3 separate regions of the Gossypium hirsutum genome follow, and all the other regions are linked to region 1. Evidence: chromatin contacts called from public Hi-C data. All regions are on one chromosome and are shown on one strand. The core of a region is the stretch at or near the end of the contact, and the rest is flanking DNA. Distances in the headings are between cores, read along the strand shown. Region 1 holds the start of LOC107948595 (trihelix transcription factor GT-3b). Region 2 holds the start of LOC107948940. Region 3 holds the start of LOC107948591 (protein MET1, chloroplastic).

Region 1 (2,742 bases), core at 165-2,664:
ACTAATTAAAAATATCTATAAAAAAATAATAAAAAAACTTCCTCTTCCCAGAAAAACATGAAAATTAAACAAGTGACCTGAATCGTTAGTAATTAGTATTTCAATACACAATACTTACAGGTCATCCATAAAATGAGACTGCTGGGGAGACTAGAGTGAATCTTCGGGAGTTGCACTACATTTGATCTTCTCTTCTAAGCTTGTTTAGAAGTGCAGTAATGAGAGCATCTCTCTTCTCAGCCCTAGCTTCTTCCCTTATTCTCCTTTGTTCTTCCCTTTCCCTCCACCTTCTCTCCATCATTATCCTCTCGTTTTCAAGGGCTTCCATGGTTTGCCTCCACTCCATTTCCTTCATCCGCCTCTCGTTTTCTCTCGACTCCAAAGCTTCCCTCCATTGCATTTCCATCTGCAACTGTTGCCTCATGAAGTTCGCTAACATTTCCTTTATATTAATGCTGCCGCTCGTACTACTACTCCCACCACCAGTTTTCCCTTTCTTCTTCTTCCTAAAGCTGTACTCGTTTTCCTCCGTATCGTCTTCCTCGTCGGAAGATAGCTGCGCCTGTGCTGCCTTTTTTTTCGACCCCGTAGCTCCTCCGCCTTCACTTTCCGAACATAGAACACTTTGCATCCTCGCCGTGAATATGGCCTGCAACTCGTCGTAAAACGGGAACTGTTGCCGCACAATTTCTGCGTCAACCGTTCCACATCCCTGAATAGGGTTTTACTTTTTCATTCAAGTTAAAAACAAAAACAGGGAAATAAAAAGAAAAAGGGTTGAATAGTGAATCGAATATTTGGTACCTTGTAACGAGTAAAGAGGTTTTTCCACTTGCACTTGCACTGTTCAGCGCTTCGATTATAACCCTTTTCCCTCATCCTGGTGGAGATAACTTCCCAAAGCAGCTTGTTCCTTTTGGTCTCCATGAAACTTTGATCCAGCTCTGCTCTGATCATTAAAAAATCCTTTGTCTCTTGAACACTCCATTGAGGAAACCTATCAGCTTCAACGTTGACACTTACAGGCTGTTGTTGTTGCTGCAGATGTTGCTGCTGCTGATGATGATGATGGCGATGATGTCCCTCCATAAACAACTATTAAACGCAAAACCAGACAAATCCCCTGAGATTATTAAGTTTTTTTTCTTTACACCCAACAAAAGATTACTGATCCAGAAAAGGAAAAAAAGAAAGAAAAAGATAGAGACAAAAAAAAAACCAGGAAAGATTTATGTGGATATGGTGTGAACACAACAAGTGTGAACCATCGAGAAGAAGAAACCCTGAAGAAACCTCAACCAAAAAATAAAATTTTAAAAAATTAAGAAAAAAAACAGGAGAAAGATCGATAGATATGTAAAGAGCTTAGGTGTCAAAGTGGAGCCTTTTTATTATTCGTTCAGATTCAAGAAAATGAAAACTATAGGTTTTTCTAAAAAATAGTATTCAATAATTATATTAAATTAATTACAACTAAATTAGAAAAAATCGAGGCTTTAAACAAATATATATATTTGCCCTTAAATTCCTCTCATTCTTTTTTCCCTTACCAATACAATAGTCTCTCTCTCCGTCTCTATCTGTCTACGCGTAAACTCTTTTATCTCTTTTTCATTTCTTTTCACTTTTTAAATATTATTATTGATTTTTTTTTTGTGGACTATTTGTTCCCATTGCGTTCACGCGGCGTCACGCTGACGATCCAGGATTTTATATTTTTAACTTACTTTCGATGTATATTGTTAATACTAAATATAATTTTAAATTAAATTATTGTTACAAAGAAGCAAATATTAGTATAATTAGATCTACATTCGGCTCGAAAAAATAAAAAAGATTTAAAAAATATATAAATTCAAAAAATAGGCTTGGGTAAAAACAAGATGTTCGTTTTTTAAACAGGTCTGAGCTCAAGTAAGCTTTTTTTTGTCCTAGGTCAACTTGAATTTGTAAAAAAAAAAAGAAAGAAGTTATTGCTTTTTGCTATTGTTTTAGTTTCGTATCGCTATTATATTGTTAGTATTTTATTGTTATTGTTTCAATATTGTATAACTCTTATTTTATTATTAATTTTACTACTATTTTAAATACATTTACTTACTAAGTTGTACTTATCTTAGTGTCATTTAAGTATAAATATGTATTATATTTTAAAAAAATTATATAATAATAATATAAAAAAATTTACTATGGGTGAGTCAATCGTGGGTTTTAGCATTTTTATCTGTATCGAACTTAACCAAAATTTTAGGCTCATTTTTTAGATCAAACCAATCCTAAGCTTAAAAATCTATTATGACCCAACCCGACCCGACTCATGATCACCTCTAAGTATAAGTATATTTTTCTCTTTTCATTTTTAAGTAAAATAATAATGTAATAGAATTTAATTTTAGATCACATGAATTTTAAATTTTTAGCTTTTCACTTTATTTTAATGTAAAATTTTTATACATATATTTTTACATGGTATTTCTAGCCCACAATCATGGGCGATCATGACATACCCACTATTAGGATAAAAAAATTAGTTTAAAAATATATTTATTAAAAACTTATGAAAAATAAAGGCCTGTAAATAGTTCTTAAATTTAAAAAAATAAAAATTAAGTTCCTACTTTTTTTCTTTTTCACTCAATTAGGTACTTGAATTTTTTAAATGCATAAAAAAAGTCCTCAAACTTTTTCAAAAAATACGATTAAGTCCTTATATTTTTTTTGCACTTATAAGTACTGTCAAAA
Region 2 (2,742 bases), core at 62-2,561, 150 kb before region 1:
GAATTTTTAATGATTTCAAAAAAAATAATTTTAGTATTAATTGTGAATTTGTTTAATTTTACGTTTAATTTGTCAAATATAGTCCGATGAATGTGATTTAATTCCGATTTTAGAGTTGATTTGATAAAAGTTAATTGTTGAAATTATTAGCTAATTATAAAATTTTTATCAAATTAACTCTAAAATTCATATTAAACACTAAAAAATAATATAAATACCATATTAAAAAAAATCAAACTTAAGTAACAAATTATGCATTAAACCTTTAACGTATAAATAATAATTTACTCTACACAAATTCTTTTTTTTATTTAATTTACAATTACATTATCTAGATGTAAAAATAAATATTTTATATTAAAAGAAAAACCAACCAAGTCTTAATAACAAATTAAAAAAATTAAGTCGAGTCATCAACTCAAAAGAACTATGAGCAGAAAGAAATTTCTTAGAAGGCGTCCCCATCAGCAGCAGCAGCGACCAAAGTCGGTGATTGTGAATACGCGCTACCTAGGTCAACACCTCCATCCTCTGCTCCAAAATCAAAAGTCCACAACTTCGGCTGCCCAAACACTGCTTACCCTATTTATTTATTCCTCTTACTCTCCAATCATGGCGCGTAGTCAAAGCACGGCTGATCCTCTTCGTCTTAATGCTTCTACATTCTGTACGCCACTTAATTGCGCGTAGGTCTAGTGCTTTTCTCGTTTTCTAATGTGAACCCGACGACCAAACCTAGCTTTAGTCTTTGGGTGTACAGATTATAGACCGACCTTTCTACCTGGCATATGAATCAAATTACAAAACTATTTAGGGTTAATACCACAAGACATACCCAAAATATACTCTAAATTCTAAATTAATCCTCAAGTTTCAAATTATTGTACTTCCATTACCTTCTTTGTCAATTAAATGTTAAATCTAGTCCAAATTTCACATAGAATATATTTAAAACACATGATAAAATTTTAAGGACATGGCTATCACATTAGATCATTTAGATTTAATATATGATAAAATGAAAGAAAAAAGAAATCTCTCTCTTAAATTTTAAGGACACATTCAATTCTTTTTTAATATATCAAATCAAAAATGTTAAATCCGAGCTAGTATTAATGTTCAAGTTGAAGGTTAACTAGATGGAAATATCTTATTATATGATATTTGATATTTTGATAATTCAATTAAAATGTTTTGAAGTTAAAGGATCAATTTTAAACTTAGACTATAAATTGAGGATGTTTGGAGCAATTAATCCAAGTTTAAAAAACTCATTTGTACGAGTCAAAATCGAAGCCCGTCGTCCCCCTTGTTTTTGCTGACTATATTTTGAGCCATTATTCATCATTATCATAATCATCATCTCACAATCACGGAAGCAAATTTGTGATTCTCACTAACTTCACTACATTTCAGCTATTCATTATTTTTTTGGTGCTGGTAAGCCATGAGGAACACAAAAAGTTCAAGTTCTGGGTGTTTCTCCGCCGTTTTCCGCCGGCTTTTTTGTTCGGGGACTCCTGAAACACATCCATCAGTCCCCATTATAGAGTTAAACGCCGTTGATATCATGGCTAAGGCTCAAGTCCAAGCATCTGAAAGTGGTCCTGGGATAGTGGCTAGGCTAATGGGGCTGGACACATTGCCAGACAACAACTGGGTTTGTAGAGGCAAAACTCCAAGTTCAGTTCCTCGGAGCAAGTCAGCCAATTTCATGGATTATATGCTGGATTTTGATTTAACAAAAGCCACTCATCGTCGAGTGAAAACGTCGACGTCGTTTCAGGAGCTACCGCAAAGTCCGCAGCTGTTGCAGCACAATCAAGAAACAATGTCTGAGCCAAGGAAATGGAAATCCCAAAGAGTAAATGGATCAAGTGGTAAGAATGTTAAGCAAAATGTGAATGTAAGAGAGAAAGTATGTTCCAAGAAGAAAAACAAGAAGATATCTAAGCTTAAAAACGAGCCAAGGAGAGTTTCTAGTAAACAATCTTTGAAGTCCAGTGGCTGCATTGGTGTAAATTCAAAGGCAAAAACTCCATTGGAGGAAGTATCTGTTAAGACGAAGAAAAAAAATCAATCTGCAGTTAGGAAAGTTGAGTATACTGACAGTAACTCGGAGGGCTCAAGTTCAAGTTTAAGCCCAGTTTCTGTCCTCTATGTCAATGATTTTGAGTCGACGAAAAACGAGGAGACTGCGTATTTCATGGAGTTGGTGGATAGACCTAGCAAAATGACAGATGAAGATATAAAATTCTCAAATTAGATAACGAAGAAACTTTTCACGTTTGAAGACTTTGAAGAAATCTGTGTGAAGCTTGAGGAGCAAATACTTGATTTAATGTTGCACCAAGTAGCTGATGAACTTGGGGGATTCCACACATGGAATGTTTGAAAACAAAAACCAACTTGGTGGGTACTTTGTGCAAAATCCAGAGTTTTTATCCTTCAAATCTACAGGTAAACCTTGAAAAATAAAATTCGAAGGAGTTGACCGAATTTGATTACTGGTGCGGTTGCCTCTGCTAGCAAATTGCAGCATGGAGTTAGTGTCAAGTAAGCAAAGGATATATGGGAATGATATTTTACATGTTCAGAAATTGTAAACTATAGTTTTAAGCGGGGGGGTGGGGGTGGGGAATGCCCCTTATTTATAGTTTTATATTTCAGCTTTAGGCAGAGAATGGATATTTTCCACCCTTCCTTGAATGTGACATGAATACATCTTCATTGACCATTATA
Region 3 (2,742 bases), core at 92-2,591, 140 kb after region 1:
TGGTTAGAAGAAGTATGCTAAGGAAATTCTGAAAAAATCTAGAATAGATGAATGCAAGAGTGTAGATACTCCAAAAGTCGCAAAGAAGATAAAGCTGAAAAGTCGATGAAAACTTCTACAAAAGTCTAGTTGATTGCCTGATGTATCTAATGACTACAAGACTTGATATCTTACATTTTATAAGTCTAGTATCCAGATTTATGATTTGTGCAACTGAAACACATCTTACAATTGCTAAAAGAGTCCCTAGATATGTGAGAGGGACATTGGATTATGGAACCGAATTTTGTGCAAATCAAGATTATGTTTTGCAAGGGTATTCAAATAATGATTAGGGAGGTTCACTTGATAATTTGAAAAGCACTTCAAGTTACTGTTTCGAGTTTGATTCAGGTGTGTTCTTATGGTGTTGCAAAAAGCATAATATGGCGTCACAATCTACAACAAAACCTGAATTTTTGCAGCTAGTGTTGTTGTCAATCAAGCTTTTTGGTTAAGAAAAGTTTTAGTGGATTTGAATCTGAAACAAGAAGGATGCACAGAAGCGTTCGTTGATAATCAAGCTACAATTTCTATCTCTAACAATCTTGTTTTTCATAGGAAAACGAAACACTTCAATATCAAATTACTTTCTCTTAGAGAAGTGCAGAAAGAAGGTTTAGTTGGTTTAAAGTATTGCAAATTTGAATTTCAACTAGTTGATATATTTACAAAACCCTTACCAAGAAGCAAGTTTAAGTTTCTTAGAGAGAAACTTGGAGTTTGCTGCAACCAAAGCAATGAGGAATGTTGAAGTTGTACTTCAGCTGCTGCAAGATTTGGTCAAAACAAATTTTACTATTTTTTTTTCATTTTTTAAACCGTTTCATTATTTTAACTAATTTTAGAAGTTTGTTGATCATGAAATCGGGTAGTTTCTTAATTCTAGAATGTAATTGTTATATTTTTCATGTATTTAAATAACACTTCAACTGAATAAAAATCAACTGAATAAAAAAAAGTAACTTCACTAACAATTATTTCATTTTTTTCTTCTGCTGATATTTATTTTTGTTTCTTTTAATTTACAGGAAAATTTATTCCGACAATAATGTACTGAGATCAAGAAATAGAGTAGCTGACTGGGTGGTAAAGAGAACTAAGTTAGGCTCTTATCCCCTTTCTGGAATTTTTCTATTCCTGATTATCTCAAAATCCTCTTGTAATTCTCTCTCATGAATGAAATTATTATCTTTTGTTCAATAGCTGTGTAGACCATTGAGTGAGATGAGAGGAGGAGAGAGAGATTTTTCTTTTCCCTTCTTTTAAGGTCTCGCTGTCTTTGGGTGATGCACTGCGCTGATTTCTTTTTTATAATATATATATATTGGTGGCTGCATTAAAGTAGGTAAGTTTTACTGTGGCAATTTTTTCAGGAACCGTAAAAAACCCCTCTCTTTCGCTCTGCCAATTCTTGGAATGGAGAATTCATAAACTCTCACACTGCCCCCCCTGCTATATTTCTTCTTTGGCTTTTCCTTTTTTTCGATCTGATTCAATACTTCTATAAAAGTCTGTTCTTTTTCCATTCTTGAATGTGGGAATTTCTTTCTCTTTGGTTTGGATAATGAAATATATTGTAAATCTCTTTCCTTTTTTATACGTATGGGAAGAAATTGCTGGATCTGGGAGTGCCACGTGCTTTCATTTGGTTCAATAGAAAATTAACGAATCCAATCCACATCTGGTTTCCGACCAATCATATCATTCCTGTGATACAACCATGGCATTGGCTCCCACCACTTATCCCTCCTATCCTTGCTCTAACACTTGCTCACTGTTACCAGAGCCACTCAAAAGTTAAAAAACCTTCTGTTTTGTTAGCGTAGCAAATAGCAATACAACCATGGCTTTGGCTCCCACCACTTATCCCTCCTATCTCTGCTCTAACACTTGCTCACCCTTACACAGAGCCACTCAACCTCTCCTTTCTTCAACCAGGCATGTAGGAGTTAGATTCAACAGCAAGTGTTCAGCGTCTTTCTGCAGTGGCAAGGAGCAGCTAAAGCCATGGATTTTGGTAGCGAAAGCATCGGAAGGTGAGTCCCAAACCACAGAGCAGGAAGAGCAGCAGTACGAGGAGTATGAGGTAGAGATTGAGCAGCCTTATGGGCTCAAATTCAGAAAAGGCAGAGATGGTGGGACTTACATTGATGCTATTCAGCCTGGTGGAGCTGCTGACAAGGCTGGGGTTTTCACCGTTGGGGACAAAGTACTTGCCACCAGGTTAGCTTTTCTATTCATTCTTTTTCATTAGCAAAAGCAAACCTGCTGATAGCACCCATAGCCAACCTACTATTGCTAATTAAGAGGTGTGGACTTTAGAAGGCATTGCCACACTAATGTATTAATGAAATGAAAGATTGCCAGCTGCCCATCAAAAGACTCTACCAGTGTCAATTTATGGGCAATTTGCCTCGGATTAATGTTTCACCGTGACCCTTTCTCACACCTTCAACCATTTTTATCACATGAATCAAATTTTGTCACTGAGTGTTGTAATTGAATATCTGGTTAATGTTCAAGCTCTCGGTCTCATAGAGTGTTAAAATTAGAAGGTGACTTAATGAACCATTTATGGGAATGCAGTGCAGTGTTTGGAACAGAAATATGGCCGGCCGCCGAATATGGGAGGACAATGTACACCATCCGCCAGAGAATTGGTCCATTGCTTATGAAAATGCAGAAAAGATATGGTAAGTT

The links. A called contact is a pair of places that touch in the nucleus more often than the background predicts.
Region 2: a Hi-C map of leaf shows a contact between it and region 1, with 4 times the contacts expected there. The contact joins the promoter of LOC107948940 here to the promoter of LOC107948595 in region 1. A contact is called at or near these places in 7 of 34 Hi-C or Micro-C datasets (callus, leaf and petal).
Region 3: a contact with region 1 is called in a Hi-C map of leaf, with 2.1 times the contacts expected there. The contact joins the promoter of LOC107948591 here to the promoter of LOC107948595 in region 1. A contact is called at or near these places in 3 of 34 Hi-C or Micro-C datasets (all in leaf).

What each region holds. Positions count from the first base shown.
Region 1 is chrA04:77,278,969-77,281,710 of Gossypium_hirsutum_v2.1, reverse strand. LOC107948595 (trihelix transcription factor GT-3b) reads right to left here and starts at 1,414. Exons shown (of 3, transcript XM_041111404.1): 1 at 1,220-1,414; 2 at 805-1,095; 3 at 1-712. The coding sequence starts at 1,089. The coding sequence ends at 176.
Region 2 is chrA04:77,427,903-77,430,644 of Gossypium_hirsutum_v2.1, reverse strand. It overlaps LOC107948940, which reads left to right and starts at 1,311. Exons shown (of 2, transcript XM_041111406.1): 1 at 1,311-2,556. The coding sequence starts at 1,448. The coding sequence ends at 2,266. It overlaps LOC121228167 (a long non-coding RNA gene), which reads right to left. Exons shown (of 4, transcript XR_005925698.1): 2 at 2,334-2,522; 3 at 2,111-2,225; 4 at 1,668-1,807.
Region 3 is chrA04:77,139,735-77,142,476 of Gossypium_hirsutum_v2.1, reverse strand. It overlaps LOC107948591 (protein MET1, chloroplastic), which reads left to right and starts at 1,341. Exons shown (of 7, transcript XM_016883202.2): 1 at 1,341-2,265; 2 at 2,629-2,735. The coding sequence starts at 1,886.